2 separate regions of the Mus musculus genome follow, and region 2 is linked to region 1. Evidence: chromatin contacts called from public Hi-C data. All regions are on one chromosome and are shown on one strand. The core of a region is the stretch at or near the end of the contact, and the rest is flanking DNA. Distances in the headings are between cores, read along the strand shown.

Region 1 (7,348 bases), core at 491-2,990:
GGGAAGGAGAACGAATTCATTGCCAACACCATTAAGATGGAGTTCCTCTTTCTGTAGCAATCAGAATGGACTACTTGTATAAAGAAAGAAGCAAATAAAATATTGTTCTTTTTTGTTTGTTTGTTTGTTTGTTTTTGTGGTTTGTTTTTCATGTGAGCTGCATTTTTCTTTTCCCTCTGACAGTAGTGGTACACATCCTAGGGTTGCATTTGTTTTTTTAGGACTGCCTTAACAACTGCTACAGGAAGGGAGGCTAAAACAAATGGAATTTACTTTCCACTGTCCTGGAGGCTGGCCGAAGTCGAGCTAGCAACTGGGTTGGTTTTCTCTAAGGATGCTGAAGGAGCATCTGTTCTATGTTCTTTCTTAGCTTCTAGTCATTTGCTTGCAGTTGCTGATTTTCCTCGTATTTTTTCCACGCACCATCCCCAAGCCAGTCTGTTCTCACTTTTACATGGTATTAAATTCTTCGTTTATAAAGAAAACATGTGCTGGATTAGAAATCCACCCAACTCTTCTATCACGCCATTTGAGCATACCTAGTTATAGCTACTATTTCTAAATAAGACCATTTTCGTTAGTCTTAGAGAATAAAGACGCCACATGTAAAATTTGGGAGAGGAACACACTTCAATATATAACTCATGGTAAAAGTTGACAAACACAGTCTCAAGAAGATGCTAGGAGTACATCTACTACAGATCTCCATTATCTTCTAGAGTCAAATAAAATGACTCATCCAGGCCAAGTTGCAGAGTAGGACTGAGAGCAGACCTATCACATGGGCGTGCATGGCTGTGCTCTTGTTGATGCTCTGTAAGCACATCCTGCTACTTTTAGCTCCCTCCTATCCCCAAATTGAATTTGCAGGAAACTAGTAGCTAAGACTCATATGGGAACCTCAACTCCAAGTTGATGAACCATGTCTTTATCAACTAGTTGTACAAAATCCTCTAAAAGAAACACCACCACCTGAATATTAGAGACTGCAATCCTTGGAAATTTAAGTGTCAGCCATGGTACCTGGCACCTGGTCTACACTCTAAGACCATTTGAATTATGAAGCTCAACTGATGTTAGTAGTCATAAATATTACATGGGCTCAGAGCTTCCATCCTATAAAGTGTTAACAGATCTACCCTCATCTGCTCCCTTTAAAGGCTTTGGACAGGAAAAGAGACTTGGACCCTAGGACGAGTGACTGTTAACTAAGTATTCCAGCTCTGCTGATAAAACTTGTGAACTATCTCAAGTTTGGGTTCAAATTCCAGTGCCCTTTCCTGCATTCTTACAGCAAGTAAAATCAACTAAAACAAGCTTAAGTTCAGAGATTTTTTTTTCTGTGTCTCTCTTGGGAGACTCTCTCAAGCCAACCATCTTTCCCTAAGCTTCTCCAAGTACTTGAGGCATCCGCTACTGTGCACTCAACAGATGGTCATAAAATATGAACAAATGAAGACAGTTCATCTTCAGACCCCAGGGAGTCACACAGCCACAAAAGCAGAGGATTTGAATGGGCTTAGAGGATTTCTAAATAATGCCCCTTGCTTTACAGATAAGAAATCTAAGGCTTTAGGTCCCAGAGAGAGTTAAAAACCCAGATAGCCTGACTTCAATCCAGCATTCAGATGGCTTGCAGGATCTGGCACTGATTCAATCAGAGAATGACCAGCTGGAAAAATGTCCTGACCAGACGTGTTCATCCCCCTTTCTCTGAGGGCTAGGAAGGTCATTAAAAATGCAGGAGAGAGACTGCAGAAGAGCATAATACTGTGCACAGCATTATTCAAAATCATTACATTGGAAGCCCTGGTGCCTGTGGCAAGCAGAGTCGCTTCTGTGAACGGGGATGAAAAGAGGTCGTGGGTTGCCGAATGAGGTGTCTTTCTATAGAGACCCCATTACAGCACCAGAGGAGAGAGCATCCGTACCTTCCAGGGAGTCTGTGTAAAAGATAATGTATGCTTCGTTTCTGGCCGTCAAGAATCACAAAAGAGATAGGGAGTTGGAGGCCCTATTACTGATGACCTCTCTATAGAATCCAGTGCATCTCATTTTTAAAAATAGCCTGGCTCCTGGGTGGAGTTTTTGATGGGCTTCATAAGGGAACTGAAAGCTGTAGGGAAAGTCTTGGTCTTGAAAAGAATAAAGAGGAAAAAAAAAAGACGGTAAGGGAAGCAAGAAAAATGTTGAAAAAGAAGCTTGTCTTACTACTCCTAAATCTTCCTGTCCTCTGAGTCATTTTTGATCTTTTGCACCTCCTCGCATGCAGACGTGTTCCTTCGCGGCCATTTATCACAAACTTTCTCCACAGCGCTGAACAGGTTGGATGCTCATCACTCCTGGAGGCCCTTGCTATTTCCGTGACGGCGGTGCATTCTCACTGGCTTGGCTTTGAGGTACTTTTAGGGAAATCAGCTTCCTACCCTGCTCCTTTCCTGTCTATATAACTTCTTGGCTTTTCTGTACTTCCTGCTCCTCTAACATGCCATTGGCTGCACACTTTCTCAGTCATGCCCCCCGTCTTAGCCAGGGTATGATATGTTTCTCTATGGATCAACCAGCTGTGCATAGTCTGATCATTTGTTCAGCATTGTGCCTGTGTTCTCATAGACCAAGTTCATTCATCATCTCTTATGTGTAATGTTTGACTGAGTGAATATATCTTTAGTTGCCAGACATTTCAGACTTTCTCTCTCTCTCTCTCTCTCTCTCTCTCTCTCTCTCTCCCTCTCCTCTCTCTCTCTCTCTCTCTCTCTCTCTCTCTCTCTCTCTCTCTCTCTCTCTCTCTCTCTTTGCATGGCCAAAGAGAACCATGCAACAATGCACAGGGTGACACTATACTTATCAACAAAATCAGGAAGCAGAAGTGGTGCCACCCCAGCACCAGATAGGCCCTCAGGGAAACAATTATGGAGACATCAAAGTAATATCTTCAGTTGTGATGGGAGATGTACAGCTCCTTCTTGTTCAGCAAAAACCTTTAAAACAGTTTTTAGACCTGTAAGGAAGTAGAGGGTGTTTTTCTTTTTAAGATCCACACCAAAAGCAGAGGGAAACAAGCCAGCCTGTTTTGGGAGAAATACACATGTCACGTGGGTCCCCTAAACCTCTGCTGAACTCTTTCAGATCTTAAGAATGGAGGCAGGAGATGCTGCTCATGCTGTTACATAAAGGGGTAAAATTAAGTCCAAAGGGAAGTTTATCTCTCCAAATCCCCATTCTTCTGTATCCAGCCATGGTCCAGGTTGCTCTAATCTGTCCTTGAAGTAATAAACTCTTAAATAAACAAACCCAGGCGGCACAAGACATGGTTATTTTTCCCCCGAGCAGTTTTTAACTGTGTGTATAAAGATTTCTGCAGAATAGAAGAAAATAGCCCAGCTTGACTCTTTTGTAAGCTAATTAAAGTAGAACCTAGGCTTTTATTTCTTAATGATTTTATACAAATTGAAAAGCATGTGTGAGTGTTATTATAAGGGTTCAGACCAGATACGAGATGCCTTGTACCAACTTAGTTCCCTCAGCCTTTACTGGCACACTTTCAATTAAAATCATTTTCTTGCTGTATATTAGGGAAGTATATATTCTCACAGGCATGATGGTGCAACATGGAGGGAAGTGTGGCTCCTCTTTAGATGCTGCTTGCTGTTTCTTCAATAGCCATGGTGATGGTGGTGGGGGCATGAGGGGAGAAGGAGAAGGAGACGGAGAGCAAGAAGGAGAGGGAGATAGAGACAGATAGAGATGGAGATGGAGACAGAAACAGAGAGCTAGCTCTCATTCCTAGAAAGAATATTGGACTGAGTGTGGAAACATGAAATAGTAAGTGCATTTGCACAGAAGAGGCATATGAGCGGAGGCATCAAGTGGTACCAAGTTCATTGTTTTCAAGAGAATCCAACAATTGTGCATCTTTGGAGTCCAGTTGCTATAGTTTCATTGATTCTACCATTGCCCACATCACAGCATGCCAAATTAATAAGTCAGTTCAAGACAAAGCAAAAATGGATTTCCCCACATACATGTGTGCTACACTGACATATATTCAGCTCCCCAAGCATGCTACACATTCCCAAGCTTTCTTCAGGCTGCTGCTTTGAATGGCACTCCCTCCATTCTTCTCTTGTCTCCAAACTAACAAATCCTTAAAGTTCACCTAAAACATGAACTGTCCAAAAAAAAAAAATCTGTCACTGTCCTCCAAGGGTGGATCAGCCCAGTTTCCCAGAGAAGGATTTTTCTGCCTGGATAAAATACAACACTCAGTGAGGTCTGACAAAGAACCTCATAAATTGTACATGTGTGCCCTCTCCTCTTAGAAGACAGGGACTCCGGTAATTCATCTTTGTATTCCCCTCAGTACCTGCAAAGCACACCTACACAGTAAGTGTTCAGTGTGGATTCATGAGTTTGGTAAGTGATGTGCTTAGGAACAGTTGTGAAGGACATATAGCAGGACACATAGCATTAGGAATTACAGCCATCAGCATATTCTGGTAGGACAATTGCCTCAAGTGAATATAAGTTTGATTCTATTTAAAATAGTGTGCTTCATTCTCCCTCCTCCTTCTACTTTGCCCTCTCCCTTCTCTCTTTATCTCCCTCTATGTTTCTTTCTATTCTCTCCTCCAAAACCCTAGTCCTTCCTTTCCCTCCTTTTCCTTGTCCTCATTCCCTTGCCTCTCCTTCCTCTCTATCCCCTCCTTCCTCTCTATCCCCTCCCTCCTCCCTTTCTTCTCCCTCCTCCCTTTCTTCTCCCTCCTCCCTTTCTTCTCCCTCCTCCATTTCCTCTCCCTCCTCCCTGTCTTCTCCCTCCTCCCTTTCTTCTCCCTCCTCCCTTTCTTCTCCCTCCTCCCTTTTCTCTCTCTCCTCCATTTTCTCTCCCTCCTCCATTTCCTCTCCCTCCTCCCTGTCTTCTCCCTCCTCCCTTTTTTCTCCCTCCTCCCTTTCTTCTCCCTCCTCCCTTTTCTCTCTCTCCTCCATTTTCTCTCCCTCCTCCATTTCCTCTCCCTCCTCCCTTTCTTCTCCCTCCTGCCTTTCCTCGCCATTTCCATGTTGTTCATCCTTCTTCTCCGTGTTCCTTCTCCTCCCACTGCCATTGATTTGCTTGGCTCTACTAAGGGGTCTTAGGTTCAGTTCATTGGGAAAGATACCAAACCTTGCCCATTTGAGTGGGTGTGTGAAAATATTCCTCATTAATCTCTTTCACAAGTTGAGTTGAAAGCAGGCAGTTCTCTGTCAGACTCTTAACTGATCTAGATAGAACCAGGTGATATGTTTGCTTTTATTACGGTGAGTAAACTGCGCAAAAGCATGCCCAGGAGAGAAAGCTGAAAAGGAAAGAGAAGGATGCCAGATGTAGAATTTAAATCGGAATTATGATTTTCTTAACTTTATGGCTCACTGTATTGCTTGAATTATAAATGGCATTCTTTAGGTAAAGGTTTCTTTGACCCACTTTCCTATGTCATTTATATAAAAAGACAAACATAGTTGATTGAGACACCCTGCCGAGGAGTTATTTTAAATTTCAAACCTATTTGAACACTGTATCATGGTGTGATACAGAGGCCAAGCAGCATACAAACAGATAACCACATGGAAGTGAATAAGAGAAGGAAGGAATGCGAGTGTCAATCAAAAGAAACATACCAGTTCACTTAGCTTGGCTCCAGTTTGGGTTATAAAAGAGTAAGTGTAACCGCCTTTCACTTCCTAGAGATCACCAATGAAATGTGAAGAGTCAATTAAGGACTCAGGAGAGCAAATAATAATAGATGCATTTGGAAAGGAAATAAAAATAGGCAATGCAAGCAGTATGTGTCAATCTGAAGATGGGAGGAAGAAGACCATTGACCCTTAACATCATGACTGAATTAATCAAAGCAAGCTTTTGTTATTCAGTACACTGACTGCTGCCCCCTAAGGTGGGGTTTGAGAGGTCAACATTGGATATGTGGAAGACAAGGTTTTAATAGCTCAGGGGTAGGGGTTTCCACATGGGAGATTTGGCTGGCAAAACAGGTGGGTTTACAGGAACAGAACATAAGCGTAACAATTTACTCATAGTGACCTCTTGAAACAAAGACATGGTTGCAATGTAGTCATAGCAACCTTTTTTGAAATAAAGGTAAAGTTGCAAGATAGTTATTAACTTTTCGAAACAAAGATATGATTGCCATTCCTGGAACAGGCAGTACAGAAATATTGGAGTTAAGGTTACAGGTGGAGCCTAACCCAGTCCTTGAGAAACAGAAGTTTAATCAGACAGGAATGAACCTAGCAGGTCTTTACTATAAAATGGCTTTTATAGTAAATTTTTATAAAATGCCTAAGATGGAGGCAGGCTGGGTCTTTAGTGGTACTAGGTTTATTGATATTTTCTCTTTTCTTCCTAGTTTCTTAACTTAGATTCCAGAAACCTCAAAATCCCATATATTCTCACCAGGTACAGGCAGGGGAAATCCTTAAGAGAAACATATTTTGTTTCCTCCATAGAGGACCAGGAAGATTTTATGAGACGAAGACTGGAGGGAAATCTTGACCTACCTCCAGCAGCTCCATCCTCCAACATGCACAAAGAGCAGACAATACACTTGAAAAGTTGAAAATGAGTTCTTTCTTAATAAAACATCAGAAAACAGAATCCTTAGGACAGTGGAGCATATGTGTGAACACCCCCATTTATATATTCTCCCCCCCCCATAGTTTTCCCTCAAGGTAAGTCAAGTCATAAGAGAACCGAATTGGGAATGGGAGCCCTTGGGGACTGAAAGAAGAGACATCATGGAGAACAAGGTAGAGAGGTAGAGAGGAGCGTCTCTCTATGTCTGAGAGTCCCAACTGAGCAGAGCTTGAATCAAAATTATACAGGAAGCAGACTTACGCTCTACCTCCTGAGCTGTGGCAAAGAGGCACCTGTTGTTTGTTTGCAGTGATGGGATTAAACTGTCACATGCAGCTCCGTGGATAAATTGGAGATAAATTATGCATTTGAGGTTCGCCAGAATGAAAAGGTTTATATCATGTAGTTTTATCTTTACGACTCTGTGGAATATGTAACACATAGAAATAGACAGGCAGTTGTCAAATGTTAGCAGTTAGGTGCTAATTATTCACACAAAGGGGAGGTGTTAGGGGATCAGGAGATTGTGAGTGGGTTGTTTTATATAATCTTGATGGTAGTTTTGTGACTATGGATGTATCAAAACTGACTGACAGAACTATATACCACACACATGAGCCCATTTTCTTTTACTATGAAGAAACACCTAAGACTGGGAAACATATGGAAAAGAAGTTTAAGCTGGGTGATGGTAGCACACACCTTTGATGCCAGCACTTG
Region 2 (7,317 bases), core at 3,556-6,055, 310 kb before region 1:
ATGGGGAACCATTCAAAGGGTTTTGAGCAGGGAATATGGAATGAAATGCCAGGAGAGGATCATGTGTCTAAGTAGAGAGAATATCTGGAATAGGGGTGCCAGAAGAGGGAGGAAAAAAGAGAACCTTGTAGTTCTACTGCTCATTAGCATATGAATATATTATAAACCCCAACATCCAATCTTTCTTCCATCTACCCACCCACCCACCCATCTATCCTAGAAATATTTATCAAGTCCCTATAATGGGCAAAAACATTGTATTAGAGATGAATTTCCATTTCTGTACTTATGCTCTTCCATGTCCAGATTCTTCTTCTGGGAGAAGCAGCTGAGTGACAAGCAGGTAAGGATCAGAGAATCACCCTTTATAGGACCACCCTTTATAAGACCACTCTACAGGCAGCCTCCTGTAGCTGTGGAATTTCCTTAACAACGCCCCTTTTACTCAGTCTTTTCTCAGGACCACTGTTTATCTTAGTCATTTCTCTCCTACCTTGCTTAGTGAGGCTCTGCAATTTACATCTCAGCTGCTAATCAGATGCTGTGACACATCAACATTTTAAATCTGATTTATTCCGAGGGTTGGGGGGAAAAACAATCACAGCAGATGAACATCGCTATTAGATAAGCAACAGGTACCTTTAGTTTGGAGGAAGCACAGACTGTTTATTTTGCTTCCAGCTGTCTTTCTTCTTACAGGGTTTCCTGGGTGTGTTGTTGTGACTGACAGGTGCTGGGGAATGAGGGTGCTCAGTGGAGGTAAAAACCCCACCTCCGATGGGGAAAAAGCCCCAAGTCAAGCATTGCTGTTCCCTGGAAACATGCATGCCAAATTCAGCTTCTGTTGTGACATACTCTTGAGCATTCAAAGGATAGCTCTCAGAGCCTTCTGTTTGTGCTGTGTACTGTGTGATAGCAGGAGGGGCCATGAACGTGTCTGGCAGAGCAGGAATCTGCAACAGCTCTTAATTGCTGGGGGTGCCGGGCTCCTGGTACCTGGCAAGCTAGACAATAAATACTAGGGTTGCGACCAGCCCCCATTTGGATCTGGTTAGAGATTATTGAGATATTTCCAAAGTGCACACAGATGATTTGTGGGCACAAGTGTGCTGGCCGTGTGGGTGAGAGGATAGAATATGTACTTAATCTAAGTGAGAATAAGTTGGAAGTTAATGGTGTGTGAGATCAAACAGCTATTACAGCCAATCTCAGCTCCCTGTGGTCATGGGAGGAAGTGTGTGTGTGTGTGTGTGTGTGTGTGTGTGTGTGTGTGTGTGTGTGTGTGTGGTGTGTGTGTGTGTGTGTGTGTGTGTGTGTGGTGTGTGTGTGTGTGTGTGTGTGTGTGTGTGTGTGTATGTGCGTGTGCTTGCATGCATACATGCACACATGTGCGCCTCGATGAATGTGTAGTGCTCAGAGGCTAAGTTGTAGGAGTCAGTTCTCTCTTTTCACCCAAGTCCCTGGAATTGAACTCAGATCATCAGGGTTGTTAACAAGTACCCTTAACTGCCGATCCATCTCCTTTTACCCCCAAACCCTCGGGCATCTTTGGTTCAGCATTTGGTCAGGGTGACATTTGCTCAGGTGAACCACTCGCATGTGAGGACTTCAGCTCCAGGGAGCTGGAAGCGGGAGGCAGGGGCATCAGAAATGGGGCTGGTGAGTACCAGACGCTGCATACCCTTAGAGACTAAGGATTCAGTTCATCTCATTTCTGGGTACCCGTGTCTAGCAGATGGTGGACCTCTGTCCCATGCTCACTTGGAGTTTGGAGAGGAATTAATGACAAGTCAGAGGTCACTCTGGAGCTGGAAGCCTGGGAGTTGACTTTGTAGAAAGAAGAGAGGCTCAAGGAAAGAATGGAAAACTCTCCGGGGTCTAAACTGGCCTGAGAAGATTCAGGAGCTGACTCCTGTCATTTATTGGCCTAAGGATTTAGTATAGGTCCTTTCAACAAATTACGGGAGAGCAACCTGGGCCTGCAAGCCTGACTGTTGGTTGGGATCTCAGCATAGTGCGGATTTCTGCGTGAGCCCATGGAACACCGGCAGTTTGCACTGGAGGAAGTTGGTTGCTGGTCACTTCATCAGTCACTGTCAGCCGTTACACGCTTGAGCTTCTAGGACGACATTTACTGACTTAGAAACTTTAAGCAAAGGGGAGCAAAGTCAGGGACTGAAACTGAGATGCTCTTCAAGGGACAAGCAGCATTGGGAAAGGCAGGTTGGCCTCTGGATATCACTCATGGAAGGCTTGGCATGTAGAAAACCACAGGAAGAGGTGACTCCTGGTCACATGACAATATGCAACATACCCTTAGGCTTGTGGACCATGATTGCATGGATTGGTTGTATGTGTCATAACTGGGACCAGAGTAAGAATTTGCTCCAGGCTTGTGGGTACCAGTGGGGCATGGCTGGGGGTGTGTGGTTGTTTGAGTGGCACCTTCTCTCTTCTCATCCTCAGTTCCCTTTTCAGCTCTGTTGAGTTGACACACAATGGGAATACACTAATGAGCACTAAAGCCAGGCAAGACTTGGGGTGTCTTTCCTGCCTGAGCTATTACAAGCTCCATGAATTTGGCCTGGCTCAGATGAAGGTTAGGAAGTTAGCAGGAGGCATGGCAGCTGGGAAGATGGCCAATACCTGTTGCACAAAGTCTGCTTTGGCAGGGGGTGGGATGGAATGGGAGATAGTGTGTGTGGGCGCTATTGCTTAAGGGGTCCCCAGAGACTCCCATTATTCCAGGGGCTCTGTTAAAACTCCTTGATGATGAATGCTAAATTTCTACTAAAATTCTTCATCACAGTCCAAGTTCTGGTTAGTCTAATTTTCTTTAATGATTTGTACACAACCCTCTCTAGCAGCCCGTATAGTGCGGTACATTAATTAGCCTTTGTAACTAACATAGTCTACTGAAAAATTTCTTTTTTTATTTTTTACAATTGGAAAGGGAATCTTACTTTTTCATTAAAAAATGGGCATATCTGCATTATTTTACATCTGCCAAAATATCAAAGGTAATTAAAGAACGAAATCAGAATTTGTTCACTTGGACATTTCATATTGTTTTTGCCTACTGGATATCTGGGGAGCATGGCTGAAAATCATACATTCAAAATGGGGATTTTCGTCTTAATTCTAACTGCCAGGATTATGAATCAGCCTTTGAGTGGGAAAGGAAGATGAAGTTTTCAGCTGCTGTGGGGAAGCCCGAGGTATAGTGCAGGGCCTACCTGGGAGGATCAACCCACTCTTCTTATTCTCCGGGTGTCAGCAAGTGACGGACCGTCCTTCAGTCCTAGAGGGTATCGGCTCTCCAGCTCTTCTGCTACTGTCCCCTTGTTCCACACTAGCAGGTGGGGCCTAAAGCCTGTCCCTGAAAATCGCAGTTGCTTTCTCTCTAGGATGGAGGCTCCCCAAACCTTCAGCTCCCAAAGCTCTGAAATGGAACCTGTCCCTTCTGCACCTCACTTCCAGAGCTCCGAATCTTTTATGAATCTCATGGTTATAAAAGTCCTAAGACCCCAACGTTACTGCAGGCATGGGTATGAATTGACATTACTTCTTTAACTTTTTAAAATTACAACAGAGACTGTAGAATGATGCTCTGGTTGGTATTGGGGGGGGGGCGCGGGAGGGGGTGGCAAGCAGAGTACAGGAATCATGCAAGACTTACTTTTATAAATATAGAAACTACCACCAATCCATTCGGGCTCTTCGCAGCTTCTGTGACATTTGTGTATAGCTCGTGGTTATAGTGGATGAGTTGTACCTGGTAGGAAGGGAAATCAGGAATAAGAACAACAATCCTGGCTTGAAAGGTATCAGGCACAGCCTATCTTCCAATACGAGGGTGAATTGCAAGCATACGGAGAGACTAGTAGAAGGCTATGCTTTTTCTTATTCTTCTCTCATGTATTACATCCCAACTGCAGTATCTCCTCCCTTCCCTCACCCAAGTCTATCTCCCCTACTTCCTGTCTCCCCTAGATCTGCCCCTCCTCTGCCTTTCTTCAGATAAGAGCAGGCTTCCCAGGGATATCAACCAAACATGGTGTAACGCACTACAGTAAGACCAGGCATATATTCTCACATCAAGGCTGGATGAGCCAACCCAGTAGGAGGAAAAGGGTTCCACAAGTAGGCAAAATAGTTAGGGACAGCCCCTGTTCTCACTGTGAGGGTTCTCACAAGAACACCAAGCTATTCAGCTATAACATATATGCAGAGGACCTATGTCAGACCCCTACATGCATCCTGATCTCTGTGAGCCTCTGTAAGTCCAGGTCAGTTGATTTTGTGGGCCATGTTCTTGTGGTGTCCCTGACCTGTCTGGTTCCTCCAATCAGAAGGATGCGCTTTTACTTGGTGAAATTTCAGAGGGAGGTGTAAATAGAATCTATGTGTATAATACACACACACACACACACACACACACACACACACACACAGAGAGAGAGAGAGAGAGAGAGAGAGAGAGAGAGAGAGAGAGAGAGAGAGAGAGAGAGAGATATGGACATATCTACACATATTTGCAAACATGTTGAGGTAACAATGATGTTTTTAATAAGATTATACCCATCTGGTGTTTCATCCCTCCCAGGATATTTCTCCTAAAGTGATCTTTAAGTGAATTTTCCACATTAGGAAATGGAACAGCCCTTCAGGTGTGGGCATCTCCCAGCAGCGCCAACAGCTACCACTGGCAGTGAGTAAATCTTGCTGGTAGCCTTGGGTGAGCAAGGATCTGTTAGACTCTGAGCCATCCCCATGGCTCTGGGAGGAGATTGGCAGTGTGTAGGATGCTTGGCTCTGCAGATGGGAGAGTGGATGGTTCTGTCTCATGAAGTGCCAGCCCGTTCATCTGGTTCACTGGGTTTTGCAAAATTTTGTTTCCCCATCCTCTAACCAAAACCTGTGACTGCCTGCTAAGATTGGTGCAGTGAGCACTGTTGTGTGTGTGTGTGTGTGTGTGTGTGTGTGTGTGTGTGTGTGTGTGTGTGTGTGTGTGTATGTGTGTGTGTGCATGTGTGTGTGTGCAGGAAGAGTCCTGGATTTGAGTTGTGTTGAAATGCGTTTCTCTCCATTACCTCATTCTTTAAAACTTGCATTGTGGAATATGGCATGTGCATATGCCTAAATGAGCACACTATAGACTTTTATCCACATGATCAGATTTTTTACCACTTCACCAAGAACCTGTTCTCTTCCCATAAAAAATTAGTGTGATTATCCCTTTTAAGATGTACCTTATAGGCATTTTTTAATAAAGTTTTATAATAATATGAACGCATACTTTATGGTAACAAATTTAAAAATGTAGATGTGTCTAACAGTTCCCTTGTCTCCATCTAACTCTAGCTCACATGATAGAAAAATTAGCAACTCAGTATAAATCCACCCAGATGGTTTTCTTTGCTTATAAAGTACATAGCTGCACACATGCAAATAATCTTAAACAATAGAGGGATGGGAACACACAGTTCAGTTGGCAGAACTCTTGCTTTCTCTGGGTTCAAAATCCAGCACCATATAAACTGAGCTTGGTGGTGAACTCCTGAAATCTCAGCACTTGGGAGGTGGAGGCAAAAAAAAATCAGGGTTCAAGGCCATCCTCAACTCCTTAGTGAGATTGAGACCAATTGGGGATACCCAAGACATGTCTCAGAAACAGCAACAGCAATACCATCAGAAACAATAAAATGGAATAATTTACAATTGCAATTCTAAAGTTTATTTCATTCTGCCTTTTTGTTCCAGTTCACACATATAAATCTACCCAAACTCTCTTAGTAGCCTCCTCCCTGCATGAAAACTCCAAAACGCATTGAGCCAGCTTTCCTGCCTTTCTATAGCTTTGCCCTTTACAACACTGTCACAGCCAATGCATCATGGATCTCTCTGTAATGGTGTCAGTGCTTTGCACTGGCTGGGTTGGGAATTAACAAGATTGTGCCAGGAAAGTGATTTGTGACTCTGAATGAATGACTCTGAATAGCATTCATTATTGTCAGTATCCCGTGTTGCATTAAACGGGGGAGTAGTCATGTTTTCAGAGTTAAAGATAATGAGCTAAATAGAAACTTTCCTTTGAATTTTGAAAACAACAAGTCACATTTTCTTTTTGTGGCAGAATGCAGGTGTTGCTGGCCATCCAGGTCCCTTGGCACTTTGAAACTCTCCTATGTGTGCTTGCCCCACTTCAGTTATAACAATTTGAGGGCGGAACCAGGTGCTGTATTTCTAAAAAGCTCTCCAGCTAGAGGTCCAGTGGGGTTGCAAACCATTGGAACATCATTGGGCATCAATAATGCAGCCATGTTCACTCAGAGGGTACCACGAATCTGAACAGCCTAAGTACACAGAACATGCCACTGAGGGGGCTCACACTCTGACTGCTCCTGACATTTCTCATTTGCTTTTTAACTTCCTATACATTTTACCAGTGGGGCAGGAGGCTACACTGCAGCTACTCTGCTATCCAAAAGGCAGCCACTGGCCAGGGTTGGAGGACCATTTACCTGTGCAGTGCTCTGTCAAGCCTATGCTCAAAAATTTAAGCTATGAAGGAAAAGGCAGCAGTGGGAAGAATGGGGTGTGCATAGGAATGGAAGGGGGGCAACATCTATTAGTGCAGCCAGTGAAAGGCTCTTTGCAGAGAGGATATTTGAGCTGAGATCTGATGATGAAGGGGAATGAGGCCTGGGGAGATCAGAAGGAGGTATGTCAGTCACAGAGATCACAGAATACAAAGGGCCCAAGACAGTGGCAAGTGGTGCAGATGGTTAGGGGTGGATAAAAGTGGCTCAGGGTGGGGCCAACACACACAAGACTTTGCAGATCAAGGTAAGGGTCTTTGCAGCCGGTGGTGAGGGTCTTTGCAACAGCAACTCACTGGTGTTAAGAAAGTAAATGAACTCAGTGAATTTTGAAGACATCTCTTTGGCCACTGAGAGGAGCATGGTAGAGACAGAGGAGGTCTTGCCTACTTTTCTTTACATCATGGTCATCTATTACCCTGCCTTCTCTAGGACGCCAGCCCCTCTCTGTTCCTATGGTGTTCTTACTCAGGATTTATTGTGATGGTAAATTAGCTGGCAATGATGGATTTTATGCGTCAACTTGACTGGGGTAAGGGGTGTTCAGAGAGCTGGTAATACTTGTGGGTATGTCTGTGGAGGAGTTTCTGGTCAAGGTAGATCAGCATTTATATTAGGACACTGAGTAGGACATATCAACCCTTTCAACCTGGGTTTGTATCCACCCACAGAGAATAAAGAGATAGAGGCAGGGCAGATTCGCTTTTCTTGGTTG

The links. Hi-C and Micro-C count contacts between places; a contact is called where the count stands out from the background.
Region 2: a contact with region 1 is called in a Hi-C map of cerebellum, with 2.6 times the contacts expected there. The contact joins two enhancer-like sites. A contact is called at or near these places in 3 of 484 Hi-C or Micro-C datasets (cerebellum, cerebral cortex and cortical neurons).

The regions. Positions count from the first base shown.
Region 1 is chr11:93,266,608-93,273,955 of GRCm38.p6, reverse strand. All of the region lies in intron 3 of Car10 (carbonic anhydrase 10), which reads right to left. Among named protein-coding and RNA genes, the nearest start is that of Gm35002, 34 kb to the left of the region's middle. Within about 2 kb of position 1,740, at least 9 of the 459 cell types and tissues checked have an H3K27ac peak or open chromatin away from gene starts, as enhancers often do. A contact at or near this core is called in cerebellum, where this site is marked.
Region 2 is chr11:93,575,124-93,582,440 of GRCm38.p6, reverse strand. Car10 (carbonic anhydrase 10) reads right to left here. Exons shown (of 10, transcript NM_001361708.1): 6 at 3,680-3,775. Among named protein-coding and RNA genes, the nearest start is that of Gm24856, 170 kb to the right of the region's middle. Within about 2 kb of position 4,805, at least 11 of the 459 cell types and tissues checked have an H3K27ac peak or open chromatin away from gene starts, as enhancers often do. A contact at or near this core is called in cerebellum, where this site is marked.